Regions from separate parts of the Zea mays genome. Here region 2 is linked to region 1. Evidence: chromatin contacts called from public Hi-C data. All regions are on one chromosome and are shown on one strand. The core of a region is the stretch at or near the end of the contact, and the rest is flanking DNA. Distances in the headings are between cores, read along the strand shown. Region 1 holds the start of LOC100274552 (F-box protein AFR). Region 2 holds the start of LOC103638866 (PTI1-like tyrosine-protein kinase At3g15890).

Region 1 (5,803 bases), core at 3,038-5,537:
CAAGGTGCTAAACAGACGTGAACATGTAGGTTGGTCAATGCAATAGCAATGCAACCTGTCCCTTGAGGTGCATCAGCCACTGTGTCCATCGACTCCTCCACCATCACAAGGTCAATCAGACCAATTAGAGACAATGCCATTCCAACAAACATGGTGCAGCACCCCATCATCCTTGACACCAGCATGGTTCTTAAGGTGGTATGGTGAGGCAAGAAAAATGGCCACCGCCTGGACGCCTAGGCAAGGTAGGCGAGCAAGGCGCCTCGAATTGCTTGAGCGCCTGGACGCCTAGGCGACGCCTTTAAAACACTGGACACCAGGGGCACTCGCGTCCTTAGTCGCCAAGTAGAATTAGCCACCCGCTGAGATGACCTCTCTGGTCAAGGAGCCTGAGAGGTGGGCAGACAAGCCATCTAATCCAAGGATGATGGGGCCTGGTTTGCACTGATAGAGTTAGGTTATGCCGTCATGCCAGGGATGATGGAGTCTGGTTTCCACGTGGTAAAGGCAACAGCAAGAAACATTGATAGCAAGCATGTGCATTGTTATCTTTTTTCTGAAACTGTAAAAGAGCTATTCATATATGATGCATATTTGGATTCTTCAGCCCTTGTCGGGGCCAGAACCTAGAAGTACCTGGAAATATCAAGGCCATTTCTTAGCACCTTTTGCGCACGTAACTTTGCTTTCTTCTGGATACATCTCATAAGTCTTTTTGAGTTCACAGGAAAAAGAATGAAGTCAACCCATCAGAGAACAATTTTCATATACACTAATAAATAGTGCCATACTTAAAATTACTTGGTCTTAAGATTATATTAACTTCGATTGCCATGGGAAAAAGCCATGGTGCTATATACCTCTTCATGGAGTTCAGAAACAATCATCATAGGTATGTCCTGAGTGACAGCTCCGACGAACTGAACAACATAGTACAGTGTCGAACCTTCTCCAGTACAGTTAGTTCATGCCTGAAAGAGTTTCTGAAACAAAAGAGAGACATTCTTATACTCCTCCCATTGCAAATTATAAGACACTTTAACTTTTTGGTACATCGATTTTGCTGTGTATTGCTATGTATCTAGATGTACCAAAAAAAAGTCACAGCGACTTATAATTTGGAACCTAGAGTATATAATTAAATAAAAAATGTCATTGGTAACTAGCACAGATATTTCTTCCAAAAAAAGCTGAGCGCATATATTTGCATCCTAAACAAAGCTGGTCTGGGGGTTTTTCTTTCAAGATCACGAGGAAGGTTCTAATAATCCTTTTAAGATAACAGAATTATTAGTCAACTCAATAAAATAAGTACTAACACTCCCAGTCTGGATTCATCTTGGGCTCTTGGCTATGACTGTTCGACCATTGTCTCTCACCAACCTTAGCAGTGTTGAAGCACTGCATATATTATTATTTTTTTGTGGCAAATGAGTCACTCTAGCAAACGGTAGCTTCCAAAAGAGATGAAATAGAAGTGCATACCTATCCAAACCAATGGTGGGCTCATCTAGGATGACCAACCTAGGCTTCATCAGCATCTCCATGGCCATGCTGACCGTCCTCACATCGCTGCCACCTGATCACCCGCAGTGTGCCCATCGTTCAGTTTCCTCTTCTTATCTCACAATATCCACAACATATAAAAAATATGAGATCAGGCAAGAGAACATGAAACTCATTGAAATACAACAAAACCAACACCAATTGTAATTGCATTAACTACTGGATTTGGTTCATGAACGAGAATAGGCCCCTCAACCAAAAGCTGTTGTATGCTATATAAAAAAGAGATTGTCGATCATCTAAAGTGAAAATGATCTATAGATGACCTAGACATATATAAATAAAGATGCCAAACATTTCAAATGAAGTTTTTTTCATGAAACTATATGGTGGTGCTTCAGTGCTTGTAGCTTAACATAAGTTGAATGGATCATTATAACATCAGTCAGAACAAAACAACTTGTAAAGAACAAATTAGTAAGTTATCCTAGCATAATGTTAAAGTTAAGCTCTTTGCCACTCGGAAAAAAAGATATTAGTCATCTACAGAAGTAGGTGTATTATGCAACAATATATGAAGGCTTCATAAACAAGCACTCAGAAATCCTTAGGAGCCCAGGACGTCCTCCACTTCTCATATCAGATATGCCTGCATTGTGCCTGTCATTTTTTAAGCTTTTCTTGAGAAGTTAAGGCAGCTATATGATAGGTTTTGCACTTTCTTGACTAATTACATTTTAAATATCATAATTTATGATGGTCTTTAGACATAGTAATCAGGGGAGAAGTTTATAGTTATTTATTTATGCTACAACATTTGTCACACAACTGAACATTATAAACAATATAAGAACCAACCAATTAACCAACAGAATGTAAGAAATTTACCTAAGAAGATCTAGTAAAGTGCTCTCGTCGTCGATGGCAATAGTAATTTCCACATCGGTATCACGTCCTCACACCACCACTGCACTCGATGGCGATGTTGTGCACGTCGCCCTGGTCGTGGAACTGTGCCTCGGCCATGAACCACCACTGCCCAAATACGTGTCCCTGTCATGCCATAGGAAATGCTTGTGTCTCGCAGTTGCAGATAACCTTTCTATGTTTCTGCACAGCTATTGTTTCAGTTACAGTTACAGTATGACACAAGCATCCACAATCTTAAATAATCTAAATGTAATGCAAGAGGCAACATGATAATGACCTTACTAAATAGCATGGATTTATTTTAGCAGATACATAATCATGAATTTGTCCAGATTCAATGAACTTAGTCTAGCAATATTGTAAATTTTATGAGATTTGTGGACTGCACAGATCCGGAGTGAGAAAAGATATAAATAAACTAATTAGTGAAGTTTTCAAAAACTATCGCAACATCAATTTCCAATTCAGGTTTAAGTTAATACTTTTCATTTAGGCGATTTAGATCCAGGATAACATCTTTTATAATCATGCAGTTTTAGCATACAGATGAAGCCCTGGAATCAGATATGAACACAACGAGCTGTCGGGCATCATATACAAACAAAAAGAAAAACAAAGCAAAGCATATAACCCGAACAATCTGATGAGGAAGAGGGCATGTGACTCACCTTCATAGCTTGAAGGACAGAAGTCACGCTGCTGAAGAGGCGCCAATCTGGTCTGAGCGAGCGGCTCCTGCCACAGGCGCGCTCGGTCGGCGGCGCCCTGCAGGTGAAGCGGGAGGCCATGGTCCGCCACTACAGAGCGTATGCGGGCAACGTAGGGGAAAGGTGCGGACGATGCAGTTGGCTTTCATCGCCATCTATGGCCAACAGGAAGTGCTATTCCTCGCTCGCTGGCTGGCGCCACGGGCACCGCCGCCTGCGGGAGCCTGACGCCGGCGCGCGCGGAGGACACGAGGCGGACAAGGTCACTCTCAGCGTGCCGCTGGGCGCCCGCCGTGTCGCACAGCCAGAGTGCGCCGTGGCCGCACCTTAGGTCGAGCAGCGCCTCCAGGAACGCACCGTGCGCGTCGGCGAGGGCGAGGAGGAGTCCGCGGCGTCGCTGTCGCTGGCGTTGGGTGGCGCGGGGCTCCGGTATCGGCCTACCCTGGGGGCTGGGGCACTGCGTTGGCTGCATGGGATGTCGGCACGCACCTACACCGCCCCGCGCCTGATCATCTCCACCCACCCACCATCGTCGCGCGATGCTCGATCTGCTGGCCCCCGCTGGGCTGCACGCGCGAGCACCCCGCGCTGGGCTGCCTCCCCGAGCGCGGCACCGCCTCGGCTCGAGTGGCTGCGCGCTCCCGCCTCGGATCGCAGTGTCCCGTAAAGACGAGGCAAGCGATCCCCCGCCCCCACCACGCGCGGCGCGCATGCCGCATGCGCGCCCCGTCCTCAACCCGCGCGCCCCCTGTCTGTGCACTGCACGCCCGATCGCAGCACCAGACTCCCGGCGCACATGCGCACGCGCGCGCCTGCCGCTCCTCCGATACGTTCTCTCTGCTGCTGCGCACACTGGCACAGCGCGCGCTGTCCGCGGATACGCTCTGCCGAGAGAGGCCTCCAGCGCCGACACCGCCATGTTAGCCATGTCCTCCGGCGCCGCAGCACTTGCCACCAGTCACCATGGCCCCGCCTCACCCAACCTCTCGCCATCGAACCATCGTTACCGGTGAGATCGGTGCCTCGGACAGCCTGCGCGTCCAGGGTCCAAACCCTCACGCTCACACACCGACCCACCCACCTCTATAAATTCCCGCCGACCCCGCTTCCCTTCCATTCCCCATCAGAGATCTCTCCCCATCACCAAGCCGAACCGAGACCGAGAGAGCTTCCCCACACCCACAGCGGGGTGCAGCGGATCGCGCCAAATTCGACCGAACAATCGCGCGCCACTCGGCCCCGCCACTATGAGCTTCTCGTCCATGAGCAAACAGCAGGTGCTGGACGCCGGTGACGGGGAGGGGGAAGAGGTCGTGGAGCTTATCCCGGGCCTGCCGGAAGAGGTGGCCGAGAAGTGCCTCCTCCACCTGCCCTTCCTCTACCACCGTCTCTTCCGCACCGTCTCCTCCACCTGGAACCGCTTCCTCACCGACTCCCCTGCCAAGCCGCTGCTGTTCACTCCCGCGGAGGGGGCGGGGGCTGGCGCGGGGAGCGCAGCCATGGGCTCGTTGTCCTTATCGCTGCCCTTCCTCTTCGCCTTCGCGTTTGACCCTGTGTCGCGACGCCTCCAGTGCCAGGCGCTCGACCCTTTCTCGAGGAGGTGGCTCCTGCTCCCGCCGGTGCCCGGCGGCGCCGCGGCCGGGTCGTTTGCGGTGGTGGGGCTCCCCCGCCGCGGCGAGATCTACGTGATTGGGGGCGTCGAGGAGGGCAGCGACAAGGCGGTGACGAGCGTGGCCGTGTACAGCGCCGCGCGGAACGGATGGGAGGAGGCGGCGGCGATGCGGACGCCCCGCGGGTACATGGCGGCTGGGGAGGTGGGAGGGCGGGTGGTGGTGGCCGGGGAGGACGGCGAGGCCGAGGTGTTCGACCCGGATGCCGGGCGGTGGTCGCCGGCTGCGCCGCGCCGGGGCGCGGCGGTGGCGTGGTACGACGCGGCGGCGGCGGGTGGGAAGCTGTACGTGACGGAGGGGTGGGCGTGGCCGTTCGAGCGCGCGCCGCGCGGCGCCGTGTACGACTCCGCCACGGACTCGTGGTGCGAGATGGCGCGCGGGATGCGGGAGGGGTGGACGGGCTCTTGCGCCGTCGCCGGCGGCCGGATGTACATCGTGGCGGAGTACGGGGAGTGGCGGCTGAAGCAGTACGACGAGGCCCGGGACGAGTGGCGGATGGTGGCCGGCAGCGGGGTGCCCCCCGAGGTGCGCCGGCCACACGTCGTCGCCGGGGAGATCGGGGAGGTCGCCGGTGGGAGGCGAAGGATATACGTTGTTGGCGCCGGGCTGGACGTCGCCGTGGGCACTGTTTCGGCCTCAGACACCGCCGCGGCACCCGGCGTCCACGGCGTCGAGGAGGAAGTGGTGGAGTGGGAGGTGGTCAAGGGCCCCACCGAGTTCGTCGGGCTCGCGCCCTGCAACGCACAGGTCCTCTACGCATGACCCAGCCTTCGGGTAGAACAAACATCTGCATCGCCGAACCAAGACGTTTCGGCCCACTCCGCGCACCCACACGGGTCCACAAGCCCCGAGCCACATCACGTCGCCCCTGGCTGGTCCACATGTCAGTGAAACTTGACTGCTCCAGCGTCTCGCCGGCAGGAGCGAGTGCCCTGCTGCCAGACTGCCCAGATGGATTTTCCGGATGCGCAAGCACATGTATTCACAGTC
Region 2 (6,233 bases), core at 232-2,731, 270 kb after region 1:
CATCCGACAGGATGCGTGATTTGGGAAATACCTTCCCTGGCGTGGAGGTTATTTGGGAAGGACTGACCTGGCGCGACTGCCATGAAGGGGAGCGGGGCGCAGCTGCCATGGATGGAAGCGTGAGCTTGCGACCTGGCGTGATTGACGGGCAGCGACAGGCAGAACACGGTGCACGGGTGTGGACGCCTACAATAAGGACTTATAGAGTAGTAAAGATATACATATTCATACTACTGGAAAACATAACTTAACTTTTAGCATATAAAAGAAGAGTCTCTAAAAATAAAAATAAAATATTCAACAGAATGAATACAATTAAGACAGGTTTGCCCCCAACAAAATGAATACAACATTCACGTACGTACTAGTACATTAGATCTTGATAGCATTAGCATTTCCGGAGAACCTCTTGACATACGGGTCTTGCATGGTCTGCACTGGCATGGCGCCAAACGCCCCGAAGTTCATGCTACTTTTGTCATCTATCAATGAATACTCCTCCACCTCATCGTCGTCGTCTTCTTCCTCCTGCTCATCCTCGTCCCCGTCCTCGGGCTCGCCGTAGTACGAGGTACTCTTGTCCATCTCCATGAGGCGGTCCGCGTACTTGACGCTCTCCATCCTCACCGGCAACTGCTGCAGGTCTCCTTTGCTACCACCACGCCCCACCATGGCAGCGGCGGGCGCGCCGGCGTTATTATCTCCGCGCAGGATGCGGACGACGGTCTTCATGTCCGGGCGGCGGTCGGGCTCGCCCTGCACGCAGAGCGCGGCGCACTCGACGGCGCGCGCGAGCTGCGCGGCGTCGAAGGCGCCCCGGAGGCGCGGGTCGACGAGGTCCCCGAGGCGGCCGCGCGCGATGAGCGGCTCGGCCCACTCGGTGATGGTGCGCTTGGCTCCCGACGGCAGGCGCTCGATGGGCTTCCTGCCGGAGACGAGCTCGAGCAGGAGGATGCCGAAGCTGTAGACGTCGCATGCGCCGGAGACCTTGCCCCACATGGCGTACTCGGGCGCCAGGTAGCCCAGCGTGCCCTTGACGCGGGTGGTCATGTGCGAGACCCCCTCCGGCACGAGCTTGGCGAAGCCGAAGTCCGCGACGAGCGGCGCGAAGTCGGAGTCGAGCAGGACGTTGCTGGCCTTGATGTCCCGGTGGATGATGTGCGGCGCCACCTCGTGGTGCAGGTACACGAGCCCCTCGGCCGAGCCGACGGCCACGGCGACGCGGCGCTTCCAGTCGAGCCGGACCTCGCCGGCGAACTGGCCGTGGAGGTGCGATAGGAGGCTGAGGTTGGGCATGTAGTCGTAGACGATCATGCGCTGGTCGGCCCCGGCGCAGTAGCCGCGCAGGCCGAGCAGGTTCTTGTGGCGCACGCGGGCCAGCACCTCCACCTCCACCGCGAACTCCATCTCCGCCTTGGAGTTGTTGGTGGCCTTGAGCTTCTTCACGGCGATCTGCGTGCATGCATATGGGAGGGAATGTGATTATGGGTCGGTCGTCGGTTAATTCGTCACAGCAGCCACAGGATATATGCATGCTCATGCTGTGACCGTCACCTGGAGGCCATCGGATGTCTTGCCCCAATAGACGCTGCCGAAGCCTCCCTCGCCGAGCTTGTTCTCCTCGCTGAAGCCGTTGGTGGCGGCGTGCAGCTCCTTGTAGCTGAATATCCTCCACGTGCTGCTCATGGTCGTCGAAGCGCTCACACACCTAAACAATTGAAAAGCCACCCCCACCCAGCACAACAAGGTAATAAACCGCCTGCGCCTGATGATGAAATATAATCGCACGTATATAGAACACACTGCATGCACCGTACGTACGTACCCTTGCTCGACCTTCTCGGAACCGCAGCAGGAGCTCAGCGACGAGCCCATGGCGCCGGCCGGCCGGACGAACGATCGATGCACACGGACGTCACGTCGCCCTTGGACCCCTCTCCAACGACGATCGAGGTGTGTGTGTCACGCTCTCGCTCGCTCGTTTTTTTGTCACTCACACGTACGCGGGCACTGATCTAACAACCTGAACAGAGCTTGAAGGCTACTTGGGTCGCCGTGTGAGCGAACGAAGGGTGGAGTGGTGAAGACATAATAAAGGGGCCAAATACTAGTACTACGACTACTACCTGTGCTTCATGCAGTTGGCAGATCTCACAGACACAACCGTCCATGGCCGGCGGGCGGAGACCCTAATGCACCATTTGTTGAATCGTGCCAGCACTCCCGCGGTTTTTTGCCGATAAAATAACTGGGCTCCGATCCAGTCCTAGCTCGCGCTGGGCAGACCTGGTTTGGACGTTCTAGTGCGAGGGAAAGAGAACAAGTGCCACGTGGTGCAACGGAAACTGGGCGCGGCGCGGTCAAATACGCTGGGAACCAGTCAAACGTCTCGGCAACGGAAGCCGGGATAAATGGGAGCGTCGTGAGTTGAGTCGTGACCCGAGGAATCCACATGGGCCTCCACACGGCGTACTCTAAAATGGGCTGCCAGGCGACTGGCCGCGCAAGGATACGGCCTATGAGGGCCCATGCATGCATGCATGCACCCATGATGGGAAGTTTTGCTTACGGACACACAGTTTGGACACCGTCAACTCAGAAATTGACCGAGTAGCATTATCAAATTAAGGTCCTTTGTCCCAAAAAAATGGTTTATTACTGTTATGAAATTAAGGCACTTTCTAGTGACACATCTATCTACTTTTTTTAAATTATTTCTCGTATTCGCGAAAAGAGAAGGTAGGACACATGGTTTTCCGGCCCTCTGTCGTTAACATTCGATTGTTCAGGAAATTAGCCTTTGTATCATCATGCGCCGCGGACGGCGGAGCGACTTCCGCAAGGACCTGTGTTGAGGACGACGAAAAGAAGGGGACGGCGGTGTGTCACCACAAAAATTAGTGAACAAGCGCATATCGAAGACGAGGGCAAAATTGCTATTTCTCTCACCTTCTAATTCATTAGAAGAAATGAATAAAATAATTGATACAGTACGTTATAGCAACGAACCTAAATTTATAATGATACAAGGCTAATTTCCGAGTTGACGGTGTCAACAACATATTACACATTTGAGCGGTATAAATCCCTGGCAAAAAAAAAACTCTATATGAACGTTTAGCTCTGCATTGCTCGGCCGTCTGCAGTGTGCACAAACTGACATGCAATAAAAAAAGTATAAACTGGCATGCATCCAGTTGTCAACACAATCCAAAACATCGTGAAAATAGAACCTGGCAAGAATTATTAGCAAATGAACCGGATTAGTATTGAATTCAAATTATGGATACAAATATTTTTTTTAATACAAGTACAAAATGGATGTCTCGGATTCAGAATTATATTCAGACATTTATTCAATTCAACTCGAAGTGTGTGTTACGAAGTTTAACGTACAAGAATATAATTTTAATGTTAAGGCCATGGATAACCAAAATGAATTATTTGAATTGGGTGGAGTCTCCATGGACCCGGCGCGAAATCTGAACTCAAAACTCGAAACCGCTCCAAACACCGTTTCAGGTGATAATCGAAACCCGGACCAAAATCTGCTGGATCCCAAAACCCTGATTGGTTCCCCGAAAAAAAAATCCACTATTACATAGCAATATAAAAAAGACAGCAAGCAATTTCTAGTAAACACATGTACGATACATACCACAAATTAATAAAGTCATAAATTTTATAACTCAATTTAGAATAAACTTAATAGTTTACGTAAATAATTTATTTAGTAACAAAACACGTGAGTTTTTGTTGAAAATGAAAATTTGAACCTTCATTTAATATTCGCGGATGAAAGCCGAACCCAATAAGTTCTGGGCCGTCGAACCCAAAAACGTTGGACGAAAAATCCTCGGAGCGCCGACTTATAATGGATAATGTTTTATGAAATGTTATGTCAAATGAATAATAAGAATGGTAGGAAATACGTAATCATTTTGCTTTATCAATGTTTTTTAATTATATTTATTACATAAGTAGAGATTTAAATATATGGGTACATAACATATACAAGGATAGCTTATAAAAAATAATATAGTTATCAATAAATATTTTAAAATTAAATATTTCATAAGATAATAATTGTTCATATTTTCTTGAAACTATAATTTATATGAAATAATTTATATTACTGAATATATTAAAGTACTAAAATAAACTATAATAATAAATATTAGGTTTAGATTAGATTAGAAAATACTAAAAATAATTTAACCTCTATATATCATTAACAACATTAAATTAATATTGAAAGTTCTTTATAGATATACTTGTAAATTGTTTTAGTGTATTTGTCGGCGTTTCGACCCCGGGGGGTCCCTAGACCGACGAGTAACATTGTCGCTGCGTGTCCCAACCTAGATGGGTTGGCGCGAGATGGAACACAAGGGGGAAAACCGCGGCTCGTCTTATCCTGCGCCAGAGTGGGTGCGCTTGCAGTAGGGGTTACAAGCGTTCGCGAGGGAGAGAGAGAGAGTCTGTTCGTCAGCCCGTCCTCCCGCGCGACCACCCTCCCGTATGAGGGGCCTGGCCCTTTCTTTTATAGATGCAAGGAGAGGGTCCAGGTGTACAATGGGGGTGTAGCAATATGCTAACGTGTCCGGCAGAGAGGAGCCAGAGCCCTATGTACATGCCAACGTGGTTGTCGGAGAGGTGCCCTGGGGTCGGGCGAGGTCGAGGTTGAGGCCGAGCCCTGGGGTCGGGCGAGGCGGAGGCCACCTTCCGAGGCTGAGGGTGAGGCCGAGCCCTGGGGTCGGGCGAGGTGGAGACCTCCTCCTGAGGCCGAGGCCCAAGGTCGGGCGAGGCGGAGCTTCCTGTTGCGCCTGAGGCTGGACTTAGCTGTTGTCAGCCTTACCCTCGCGAGTGGCACAACAGTCGGAGAGGGGCGAGCGGCGTTGTTTTCCTGTCAGGTCGGTCAGTGGAAGGGCGAAGTGACTGCGGTCACTTCGACCTTGCCGACTGAGGCGCTTGTGTCAGGATAAGGTGTCAGGCGATCCTCGCATTGAATGCGCCTGCGATGCGGTCGGTTGGTGAGGCGATTTGGCCAAGGTTGCTTCACAACGAAGCCTGCCCGAGCTGGGCTTCGGGCGAGTTGAGGGCGCGCCCGTTGCTTGAGGAGGCCCTCGGGCGAGGCGTGAATTCGCCTAGACTACTGTTCCCGCCCAAGGCTGGGCTCGGGCGAGGTGAGATCGCGTCCCTTGAGCAGACGAAGTCGTGACTTTAATCGTGCCCATCAGTTTCTGCAGCTTGTGCTGATGGTGATTACCAGCCGAGCTTAGGAGTGTTGGGGGTACCCCTAATTATGGTACCCGACAGAAGCCCCCGAGCCTCAAAGGGAGTGTTGGTACTCGCTTGGAGGCTTTGCCGCATTTTTGCGAGGGATTGGCCCTTCTCGGTTACACTTTGTTCCGGTGGGTGCGCGCGAGCGCTCCCGCCGGGTGTAGCCCCCGAGGCCTCGGAGGAGTGGTTTGACTCCTCTGAGGTCTTAATGCCTTTCGTGATGCCTCGACCGGTCTGGTTGTTCCCTCATGCGATCTGATCGTAGCCCGGGTGCATAGTCAGGTTCCGAGTTCTCAGGCTGGTTTGTTGACGCTGTCAACGGTTTGGCCGCTGCCGGGTTTGCGAGAGCAGCCCCTGAGCCTCTGCACGGAGCGAGAGGACGGTCAAGGACTGTCTCGACTTTTATTATACGCCCCTTCGTCACCTTTCCACAAGGAGGAAGGGGGGGAGCACCATGTTGCCCTCGGAGGGCGCCGAACATGGTGTCTCCGGTGAGTTGCTAACGGGTGATCCGAGTGGACGCATGTTCCCCGTTCGATAAGGGTCGGCTAGTGGCCCAGAGGCGCGCTCCAAAAGTACCTGCAGGTGATTTGCCGGACCCGGTCCCGTTTGATAGGGTCCGAGGGCTCGATGCCTCCCTCTGATGGGATTCCGTTACAAAATCGCTCCGGCTGGTCTCGGAAATGTCCTAGGGTACCTCGGGAGCGTAGCCCGAGCCTCGGCCATGTATCGGACGTACCCAGAGTCATCCCTCGCTCTGCGTGCTCTGGGGCGGCTGTCGAACCCTTCTGAGGGGCCAGCCTTCGAACCCCTGATCAGTAGTGGGCGCGGAGCCCGAGTGCTCTGAGGCGGCTGTCGAACCCTTCCGAGGGGCCAGCCTTCGAACCTCTGATAAGTAATGAGCCTGAAGCTCGAGTGCTCTAGGGAGGCTGTCGAACCCTTCCGAGGGG

What was found. Hi-C and Micro-C count contacts between places; a contact is called where the count stands out from the background.
Region 2: a contact with region 1 is called in a Hi-C map of bundle sheath, with 3 times the contacts expected there. The contact joins the promoter of LOC103638866 here to the promoter of LOC100274552 in region 1. A contact is called at or near these places in 3 of 25 Hi-C or Micro-C datasets (bundle sheath, ear and tassel).

The regions. Positions count from the first base shown.
Region 1 is chr9:112,646,331-112,652,133 of Zm-B73-REFERENCE-NAM-5.0, forward strand. It overlaps LOC100274552 (F-box protein AFR), which reads left to right and starts at 4,288. Exons shown (of 1, transcript NM_001148907.1): 1 at 4,288-5,803. The coding sequence starts at 4,391. The coding sequence ends at 5,575. It also overlaps the pseudogene LOC100381871.
Region 2 is chr9:112,917,873-112,924,105 of Zm-B73-REFERENCE-NAM-5.0, forward strand. LOC103638866 (PTI1-like tyrosine-protein kinase At3g15890) reads right to left here and starts at 1,482. Exons shown (of 1, transcript XM_020544331.1): 1 at 254-1,482. The coding sequence starts at 1,407. The coding sequence ends at 373.